Linked DNA regions of Mus musculus: regions 1 and 2 are each linked to region 3. A link is a contact called in public Hi-C and HiChIP or PLAC-seq data. All regions are on one chromosome and are shown on one strand. The core of a region is the stretch at or near the end of the contact, and the rest is flanking DNA. Distances in the headings are between cores, read along the strand shown. Region 1 overlaps Baalc (brain and acute leukemia, cytoplasmic). Region 2 holds the start of Rims2 (regulating synaptic membrane exocytosis 2). Region 3 holds the start of Cthrc1 (collagen triple helix repeat containing 1).

What was found. A called contact is a pair of places that touch in the nucleus more often than the background predicts. HiChIP or PLAC-seq counts read pairs in DNA pulled down with a chosen protein or histone mark.
Region 1: a Hi-C map of muscle stem cells shows a contact between it and region 3, with 3 times the contacts expected there. The contact joins the enhancer-like site here to the promoter of Cthrc1 in region 3. A contact is called at or near these places in 6 of 39 promoter capture datasets (the 3T3-L1 cell line, cancer-associated fibroblasts, cranial neural crest and 3 more), 2 of 15 datasets of contacts at CTCF or cohesin (both in the NIH/3T3 cell line), 20 of 484 Hi-C or Micro-C datasets (3T3-L1-derived adipocytes, the AML12 cell line, the N1E-115 cell line and 13 more), 8 of 115 datasets of contacts at active chromatin or transcription factors (cardiomyocytes, craniofacial prominence, embryonic fibroblasts and 5 more) and 2 of 9 other capture datasets (adipose tissue and liver).
Region 2: an H3K4me3 HiChIP or PLAC-seq map of embryonic stem cells shows a contact between it and region 3, with 26 read pairs. The contact joins the promoter of Rims2 here to the promoter of Cthrc1 in region 3. A contact is called at or near these places in 6 of 39 promoter capture datasets (the 3T3-L1 cell line, the SN4741 cell line, cranial neural crest and 3 more), 5 of 484 Hi-C or Micro-C datasets (the AML12 cell line, embryonic stem cells and stem cell-derived neural progenitor cells), 6 of 115 datasets of contacts at active chromatin or transcription factors (embryonic stem cells, epiblast stem cells, forebrain and 1 more) and 2 of 9 other capture datasets (adipose tissue and liver).

The regions. Positions count from the first base shown.
Region 1 is chr15:38,950,294-38,953,422 of GRCm38.p6, reverse strand. Baalc (brain and acute leukemia, cytoplasmic) reads right to left here. Exons shown (of 2, transcript NM_080640.6): 2 at 2,159-3,129. Among named protein-coding and RNA genes, the nearest start is that of Baalc, 18 kb to the right of the region's middle. Within about 2 kb of position 1,857, at least 88 of the 459 cell types and tissues checked have an H3K27ac peak or open chromatin away from gene starts, as enhancers often do. A contact at or near this core is called in the NIH/3T3 cell line, adipose tissue, cancer-associated fibroblasts and 8 more, where this site is marked.
Region 2 is chr15:39,196,705-39,199,989 of GRCm38.p6, reverse strand. Rims2 (regulating synaptic membrane exocytosis 2) reads right to left here and starts at 1,704. Exons shown (of 27, transcript NM_053271.2): 1 at 1,452-1,704. The coding sequence starts at 1,627.
Region 3 is chr15:39,075,663-39,079,018 of GRCm38.p6, reverse strand. Cthrc1 (collagen triple helix repeat containing 1) reads right to left here and starts at 2,087. Exons shown (of 4, transcript NM_026778.3): 1 at 1,860-2,087. The coding sequence starts at 2,015.

The sequences.
Region 1 (3,129 bases), core at 608-3,107, 130 kb after region 3:
GAAAAGACACCTCAGCATTAAGAGCTCTGGCGATTCTTCCAGATGTACGCTTTCAGATGAACTGGGCTTAATTTCCAGCATGCACATGGTAGTTCACTACTACCTATAAACTCCTTCCTGGCAGATTCAACCAACATCTCCTGGCCTTCAAGGATACCAGGTAGCTCAGGCATACATCGGGCAAAAACATCCACACATATAGCAATATATAATAGACCTAACAGCACTTTAGAAAATGTTCTAAGAGTAAAGCTCTGACTCTTTTTCCTCCTGAGAGAAGGAGATAAAACCCAGGGAAACTACCTTCTCTAAACTGATGCAGGAAATGTTCTTATCACCAGTGACGGGAACTGTAGAGTGCTGCATGAATAATCTCACTATAGACACTTCAACAAGAAACTGGGGTGAGGGTGGAGGGTAGTAGTGAAGAAGAGGTTAGCAGGGGGTGGAAAAGGAATCTGAGAGAGTTGGGGGCATAAATAAGATCAAAATGCAGTCTATATTTTTTGAAAAGCTTTAATGTACTAGAAATTGGCAATAAAGTAGACATGGCCCTTGCTCTTGAGGAGATAATATTTTAGTAGAACAATAAAAACAATAAATAGACAGACAGACAGATGCAATAATTTCCAATTTCTGGCACATCAAAACTTTTTAATAAATATAGTACATGAAAGTGAATAAGCGCATACCTTTAGCTACTGGATCATACTTGCAACTTACCTCCTCAGAGAAATTCTCCAAGATTAGCTACTTCCCAGACTTGTGGAAATGATGAGGGACAATCTGTATTTGAAAGACCCTTATAAGAACAAGAAAACCAGATATTTGGAGAGGGGTTGCACAGCCATGCACCTCAGGCAGGTGACAAAGGCGGAGTTACTATATGTACGTCACACTGGTCTGCAGGCACCAGTTCTAGATATGCAGACATCAGCTCCAGCAAACTTGGTACCAAGGGACCAGGGACAAAGACCTTCCAGTTCTTCAAGAGAAAATGAATTAGGTTTGCTGATGAATTGTAACCTGTAAGAGTAGATTAAATAAAGCAGATGTATATTTCTTGGTTTCAGATGGCCTAAGTATGTACAGTTCTGGGCTCAGGGAGGTTGCATAGAACCAGGAACCCCGTCTTCTTCCGATTTGTTGCTCCGTTTGGCATAGCTTCAAATAGCTTGGTTGCTCCACTGCCAAGGACAGGTGACATACTGTCCCAATGGACCAGTATGTCTGCAGCTTTTCCCTCCACATTCTAAGCAGCAGGAGGAAAAGGAGACTCACAAGTGCAGTGCTTATTATAAATCAATGTATGATTGGCAGAGAAGGAAAGAATGTATATGGAGTTTTCAGTGAGGGGTGCCTGCTGGATCTATGTACATAGAATTCCAATGTTTGTACAGCAGGGCAGCTGAATAAACCATGCCTTTGATCTGATTTCAGCAAAACAGCCCCTCCTTGGAGACCCTGCTTAGAGAAACAGATATGGAGGAGAGGTCTTTCTGTGACACTGGGGAGCGGCCACAAATGGAGGTTAGTTGGTCAAATAGGTCTGAGTGCACTGGGGAGACGGGCAGCTAGAGGAACATCTTGTGAATGCAGGGCATTGGCTGCAACCTAGGTAGCCCTCAGTTCCTAATCTTTAGGCCCAGACACCTATTATAAGGACAGTTTATTCTTTCCTCAATTATGAACTTCTTTCCTGACCTTAACCCAGAGAGCCTTCTCATACAAGGCCAGGCTTACCCTGTCCAGAAGGCTAAGTGATCCCAGGCTGGCCCCAGCTCTCTAATCATAGCCCTCTCCAGTCATCCCCTGTCCTCCTAAGCTTGGGGTTGGCTCAGTTTCAGGGTATGAGACAGTTCTCCCTCTCGATATCTGTTTCAACTATGCTGGACATTCTGAGTCAGGTACGGGAATGGTGAGGAAGCACTGATCGTTGGCTGACATTCCTATCTGGCATCCCAGGTCACCAATTCCTGGCTAAAAAGTTATAAATCCCTCTGTAAGTGTAAGTTAGAGCTAATTGCAGCCCCCATATCTAGTTCATCTAATTCATAGGGCTGTTTGACTTATGTGAAACGCCTTTGTTTCAAAAAATTCTAACCAGCTGTGCATACAGATTTAAGGTTCCAGTAAAGAGCCTCTGTAACCATTCACATATGTTTGAAATTAATGACTTTATTGACACAAACTTCAGAATGGAAAGTGTTATCCCACTAGGATAGTAAGAGTCAGTTCCTGCTTTAAACACACATTTAAAACTTGCCAGATGGAAATTTCAATGGTGTGCCAGATCACAGGCCCTCCCTCCCTCCCTCCCTTCTCCTCGCAGAGTGAGAACGTGTTTCTGTATTTGCAGAGACAACTTTCCCAGATGGTAAATTCCAATGAGCTGAGGCAAACACAGAGTTGGGAAGAGAAGCCGGCCTTAGCCCATGGCCGATAGCATCAACTGGGGAAGCAGCATGTCAAAACACAGCGCACATGCCCTGGAGCGCAAGCCCTTGAGCTTGCAGGATTGGACCCATGGCCAACCCTGTGGAAGGACTCCTGCCCAGCAATGCCGCTGAGGACACAGGAGTCACGGGGCTTGCTTTTGTTTTATTAGTTAAATTGTCAGAACATGAAGTTCCCTAAAAGCCCTTTGACAAGGAGTCAAGATGAGAGAGGTTGGGGGTGGCGGGGGAACTGTGGTGTATACGGCAAAGGAGAAGACATACATCTGTGATTGACAGAAAGCTACCTTTACCTAAGTGTGAGATTCCACTGCAATCATTGGTCTTGTGCCACAGGGTCCGTGTCAGTCTCCTGAGTACCAAGCCTCCTCACAGAGTCAGAAGTACAGTCGTGACTTCCCGACTCCAAATCCCTCTGCGACTGTTACTGTAGCTGGCACAAGGTTGGCAGTGAATCTTAACACTAATAAACATACAGTCTACAGTTCTACTTGTGTTGGAGAAATAAGTCAGAGACAGCAGTGAGCATCTGCATCTTAATCCGCTTGGGTGACTTCTCTTGAACTGTCACGTAAGCATGCCGCCAGACTACTATTGCTGCTAGATGTGAGTTTGTTGGTACAGTTTGATATGACTTGGACCTTAATAAGCCCAAGCATGTTAACAGTCCTTT
Region 2 (3,285 bases), core at 455-2,954, 120 kb before region 3:
ATGACCATGAATAAGCCAAATTCCCTAGTAAATATTCAAACCTAAAAATTAGTATTGAAGCAATTCCTAATTGTTCTTTTATTATTTTGTGAGAACTTGTATCTTTTAAAGATATATATCTATTTGATATGTTTGTTACCATAGGTTATGTAAAATCTGCTTCACTAAAATGTGAGAAGATGTACATCTAGACAAGGTGTGTTTTCATTTGTAAAAAAAAAAAATACTGAATTCAACAACCTGTTTTCAAAATAAGTGGTGAAGGTCAGTAAGCTATTTCTTTTCAAGGAGGAAGTCAACGCTTTTAGTTGTGTGTTTCTATAGCGATTATGGGAAAGTGTATTCGGTGACATGCAAGAGAACTGCCCTCCCTCTCTTTAGGCATATACAGGTTAATTTTTATAGTGAGTAACGACTTGGACAAACATTAAAGGGTTACAGATCTTTACAGATCCAGACAATGACTTTCCAGAAGCAACCGAGATATAAAAAATCATAAAACATTTAAAAGCAAACCTGTAGAAACAATCTCAGCTACAGTGCTACACTGACAAGGAATCCCAAAGTAAAGGAAAACTCATTCTGGACAGTTCCCTGGTGCTGAAGTTACACCGCCTCTAAACCGATGCTTGGGTGCTACTTTCACGCCTCCCACCCTCGCCAAAACCCCGCTGGCTGGACTGTGAGCAAACATAGTAGAACTTCACAAGCAGGGAGCAACCCAAACTGCCACGATGGTAGGAAGTGGAGTCTCCTCGGGATCCTACAGATTTACTAGTTGCAAACAGGAAGAACAGCAGCAGAGTGCAGGGTGTTAGCACCCGCCGAGGGGGAGGGGCTGGAAGATGGCGGCGGCCGCACACCCACCCGAGACGAGACGAGACCGCGCTTAGGCCCCCTCGCCCGCCCCGCAGCCTTCCTGTCCGCTGCGACCGTGGGCAGCGCAGCTCCTCCCGGGGCTGGGGACGGAGCCGGCCCTCGCAGGCGCGGGACGAGCGACCCCGGTGGCACCGGCACCCCGGGCCTGGGCGCTTCACCCGGGTCCGGCCCGGGAGCACCTGTGCACGGCCATATTGGATTCCTTGCCCCAGTCACTGCCTCCGCGCGGGGGCGGCGGGAAAGGAAATGGGACGCGAGGAGCCAGGGTTCAGCCTCATCCCGGGAGCCGAAGTGGCCCGCGGGGAAAGCCGGAGGGCGCCGGGGAAACCGCCGCCTCCCCGAGCTCGCCACCGTCACCTCAGCCGGCCTCGGCGCCCTCCCTCCGCGACACACACCCCCGCGGCTGACAACTAGAAAGCGACCCTGGCGGCCGCGGGCCGCAGCCCTCGTGGCCCCCGCGCCACCGGCGGGGAGGAAAGGCGGCGATCCCCGGCGCGCGGGCGGTCGCGGGGAAGCGGCCGAGGGGGGCGGAGGGCAGGGAGGGAGGCGGGAAGATGGAGCCGGGTCCTTACTTGAGCACGGACTGCTCCTTCTCCTCTTCTTTCTTCTGACGATCCATGACAGCCAGGATGATTTTCCTCTCCTCTTCCGTGAGGTGGCTGAGGTCCGGCATCTCGGGCTGCGGAGGAGGTTGAGAGGCCGCCGGGGTGGGAGCCGGGCGGCCCCGGGGCCCGAGCGGAGCCGACATGTTTGGCGGAGCCGAACCACCCTAGGGAAGCAGGGAGGCAACTCCGCTGGCAGCCGCGGCTCGGGCGCGGGCGGCTGGGGCAGCCTCCGGGGCTGGGACAAATGCATACAAATCAATGGCCTTCAATCCGAGGCGACAGCCCCCCTCCCCCAGGAAAGAAGGCAGGGGGAGGGGAGGGCCGAGGGGGGAGGGCTGAGGAGTGCGCTCGGGGAAATGTTTCTTCTTCCCGGGGGCGAAGGGCTGCCAAGTGAGCGGTTCGCGGGAGCGAGGAGCTGGAGGCCCCGACGCCGAGTGCGCGGAGCGGCGGGGGAGGGCGGTGGAGTAAGGTGGCGGGGACGGCTGAGGGTGGGGTGACTGGAGGGAGGCGGCCGCGGGCCGGGGCGCGAGTGTCCGGCGCGGCGGCGGAGCGGAGCGGGAAGCGCTGCCCGCGAGCCCGACCCCTGGGGAGTCCCGGGAACTCGCCCCGAGCGCCCGGAGGCGGCGAGAGCGGCCGTCCCGCCGGCTGGCGCGTCACCGGGCTCCGGGGCTCCGCGAGGGAGGACCCCTCCGGGAACCACGAGGCGCGGGCTGCGGCAGGGGACCCCAGCCCCCACCCCGGCCCCAGACGGCCGATCTTCCGGCCCGCGGCCCGCGGCTGCCAACGCCCGGACCCAAGTGAGCTCGCGCGCGCCGCGGGGCCGGCCGCCCGCCGCGCCTCATCACGCGCCCGCCCGGGGTCCCGCCGCCGCCGCCCCCAGTGTCCGCGGAGTCGGCGCGGCGGGCCCGCTAGGTGCACTCGCCCGCGCCGCCTCTGCCTCGCCGACTCTTCCCGCCGGGCCCGTGTCCCCTGCGAACCGCCCAGGCCCGGACTCGGCCGACGCTCGCCCCGGACCCTGCTAACGGCTGGGGCGGGGCGGGGAGCTGTGAGGAGCAGGGCGGCGAGGGAGCGGGCGCCCCGGGGTGCGGGGCTGTGGGCGGTGGGGGCGGGAGGATCTCAGGTGGCTGGCGCCGAGCCTGAGGGACCGGGCGCCCCCCGAGCTGTCCCGGGCGGGGTACTGGACCCTGGACGAGGGAAGATCGGAGCAGGTGGGTGTCCCTGCGGTGTCAGCGGCCCGGGACTCGCAGCGGGGAAGAGCCTGAGGGAGTGGAAAGGACCTGGGCGGGAGTGCGGAAGTTCTGGAAAACTGGGTTGTCGGTACCCGCTGCACGGAGAGGTACAGAAGACAGGATGCTGGGGCGGTTTGCCCGAGGCGATTGGAAGGTGTAAGAGGGAAAGGGTCAGATCACGTCCCCGGAGGAATCGGGCCGTTCAGCCCCTTTCTGCCGGTCACTCTAATCTAGAGAAGAGTCGTTATTGGAGCGTTAGCCTGATTTTAGAAAGCCTGGAGACAGGCTCAGTCAAAGAACAGAAGAAAACCGACTCCAATAGGAGGGAGGTGGCCACCACCGGCGCGGGCTCTCAGAGAAGCCCAGCGCAGCCCAGACAGCTCTCCCTCGGGGCGGGGCGAGCCAGCTGAGGTGATCTGGATCACCCCCTCTTCCTCTTCCTGCCACTAGACAGGTGCTTGGTTAGCAAGGTTACAGTGTTCGTGCGTGTGTATGTACACACCCCTACCACGCCTTCCACACTCGCACTGCTTAGTACTAGGCCAGGTTATAGGCTGGTGAGTAAAACCTTC
Region 3 (3,356 bases), core at 838-3,337:
TAGAAACAGGGATGATGTTAGACTTTTCAAAACACAATGAATTCCAATTAAATTTTTTACTTTAACATTTCATTTATTGTTGTAAATTCCTCTAGTATGATTTGATAATTTCTAAATTCCTCTCAGGAAAGATGCTACATAGAGTATGTTTGTCTTTTCTTAACTTAAAATGCTAGTTCCAATAGGTATTTAGAATCATTAGTGAAAGTCAACAAAATGAAAACATGTGAATGGAAGCTCAAATTCCCTCACCCAACGCCCCATTTCCTGTGTTGGCCACCAGGGGGCAGAATTCAGTGGGAGCGTGAAAGACACGCTTTGAAAGCGCCTATACAAAGTCGCTTTATAGAATCTGTGGAAACCTTCCTAATGACTGTGTGGACTTTTTCTGACACCAGAACCAAATCCAATCTACAGGATGCACCTGAGCCTGGCAGCACAGTATGCTTTTCCAAGTTGGGGTAGAGTTGTGGTACTGTATAATCCTTAGAGGGGGAAAATGCTAGCTTTATGGGGAAATGACTATTTTATGTATCTTAACTACACATTCATAATACGCAAACTGCACACGAGCCACATTCATGTGGCACTTTTTTTTTTTTTAACAACTTAGGCACTCAAAATAGAACTGTAGCTCCAACACAGTATGCTTTTGTGGAGGAAAATTATATATCAGAGCATAAAACAACAAAACCCTACCACTGCTGCGTGAAACAGCAGGGATTTTCCCCCAGTGCTTTTGAATCAGTTTAGAACTAGCTGTCAAGGAGCTTGGTTTATTAGCTCAACTTAGAATGTCAGTGGAAGAAATTCAAATCTAAAAAAAAAATAATAATAATAAAATAAGTAAATGTCCCCTGTCCTTTATGTATCGCAGTGCCTGACAACCATATAGCTTGGTTTAAGGACAGAAGTTTATGATGTGCCAAAGACTACAAATCTATCGATGGCTGGCTTTTGAGTGGGACAGACAAACTCTCTGCCCTCCACTAGGTTTATTGACTTTTAGAGGGAAAGGTTTTAAGCAAACAGACTTTCCCACAGATTAGCCTCTCAGAAAGCCCTTGGGATATTTGCTTTCCTGGGAGCGCTTTCCTTCCCCTTAGCTTGAGTACAGTGTTCCTGACTGGTTAAGACCTGACTGCTCATCTGTTTTAAACAGATCAGGCAAAATGGGTCCTTGGAAGGGCTCCTAGTGGGGCCTTCATTTTTCCCCTTCAGCTTCAAAGCCTCTGACCACTCCTGGCTCAAGCTGTGGTCCTCTAAGGAGTAAACTGCAGTTCATATTTCCCAGGGAGATGACACAAAGTGATTCATAATCTTCAAGTTAGCTGAACAAATGCTTTGTGGGGGTTGTTAGCCTCTCCTCCAGGCAGACGTGGCCAGACCGTGGCCACTGGTCCTCACAAAGGACACGTTGCACAGCCTTGGCCCAGGGCCAAGCGGCCAGCTGGCCTAGGGTCTTCCTCGGGCTTTCTTTTGAAATCAACTGACTAACTCAATCTACTCCAGTTGCAGCCACAGCATCCCCCCACTTCTCCCAACGGTGGCCTCCCCTGGAGCCAGAAATTACTGGGCGACTTACACGGATTTGGGCATCCCACCTGACCCACGTCGGAGCATGTGGTGACCTCTCATGATCTCCCGTAGCGGTTCAAGACTCTGCTGCAGGCGTGCGTCAGATCCGTCCCCACACAGGTACACAGGCAGGACACTGAGGCACTCAAGCTTCTTAACGTGCTGCCCTACACTCACCCCTACGGTCAGCACCACCACCATCTATACTGATGCCCTCCCGGTGCGATCCTGGCTGAGTCTTCTCCTCCAGCACTGAGGTCAGGACCGACTCTCAGACTTACCAGGTCTACCACCTCCCTCTGCCGGATCAGCGCTTTTTGCTTCACCTTGGGGTTCTCAGAGGCGCTGATCGGTGCGGACAACTGTAGCAGCAGCAGCAGCACAAGGAAGAGACCGAGCAGCAGCTGCGGGGGGGCCGCGCGGCCTTGGGGGTGCATGGTGTGCGGTGGCTGCGAAGCGCGGAGCAGGAGGTAAAGGGGTCGGCAGGAGCCTGACCCTGCTCAGCGTCTGGCCCAGCCCTGCAGCCTGCCGCATCAATGCGCCTTTCACTGAGCGCCGCCCTCCCTTCTTCCCTCCCACCCCCTGGACGCCCGGAGCTTGCATACTGTTATAGGCCTGGGTCCCGGGTCTAGCCCGCCCCTCCTCCGCAGCTCCGCCCGCCCAGACCCCCGCGGGGTGCTGCAGAACCAGAGAGGAATGCAGAGACCAGGCAGGTTGACAGTGGTCAGAAACCACAGGTGGTGGTGGTGGGGGAATGGAGACCGCAACTCCTGAGTTTCTTAGAGGCACGTGTCTTAACTCGGCCTCAGGAATCACCTTCGTGTTCCTTCATTCCTAAAAAACTAAGGCTCATTATTTAAAAAAAAAAAAAAAAAAGTGACATTTGGGGTATTAAATGGAGAGAGCCAGAATATAACAGTCTATAAGAGTCCTATGACTCAAATAATCGATAGTGTTTGAGTGTTACCCCCTTCTAAACTCCAAAATGTAAAGCTTTGTTCACGTGGCCTCTTGGCAATCCTGTGGGGGACGATGCAGCCTGGAGTCTCCATTCATAGGTGAACTGAGGCTGGTAGAAAATAGCCAACATTCAGTGCTGGAGGTTCACTTTCACGTGCTTATTTCACATCAGATTAATATAGTTTGAAAAGTTCTATCCAACTTCAACCAGGAAAGCAGCCTCCAACTCTCTTAGGCACTCTCTGACGGGAAGCAAACGGGTGACCTACCTATCCAGGGAGAGGGAGAGGCGACCTCCACGCTCCCTCCATTCCTCCACGCCCAATCCCTAGTTTCATCCTGAGCTCTGCGCTAACTCCTGCAGCGGCTTCCACCACAGCCACCTCATCGCTGGTGGATCCCACAGATCTTCCCCTCCTAAATTCCCTTCCCCCACTCATTGCCCTGTCCTACCCTCCACCCCCAACTCCAGCCGGCACTCCCTGGGAACCCACAGGCCACACTGGGCAGGGACGCAGGTGGGCTAACTGCAGATCTTCACCTCTCCCTCTGCTTCTCAGAGTGGAACCCCTCAGTCTCAGCCCTAGGCTGCTTCTGCACCCATCTTCAGTGAAGCATACAGATCCCTGGCCCCCCACTTTCCTCCCGTCACTCAATGTTTTTCCCAAGCATCCAGCTCAGGCACACACTCATTGGGAACCTACAGGCTACCCCTGCACAACCAATTACAGCCAGGACGATAGGTCTCCACTAGAACCCACCAACCCTATCACAGCAGGCCCTGAGTATTACACCCTGGAAGCACACATAAAGACCTT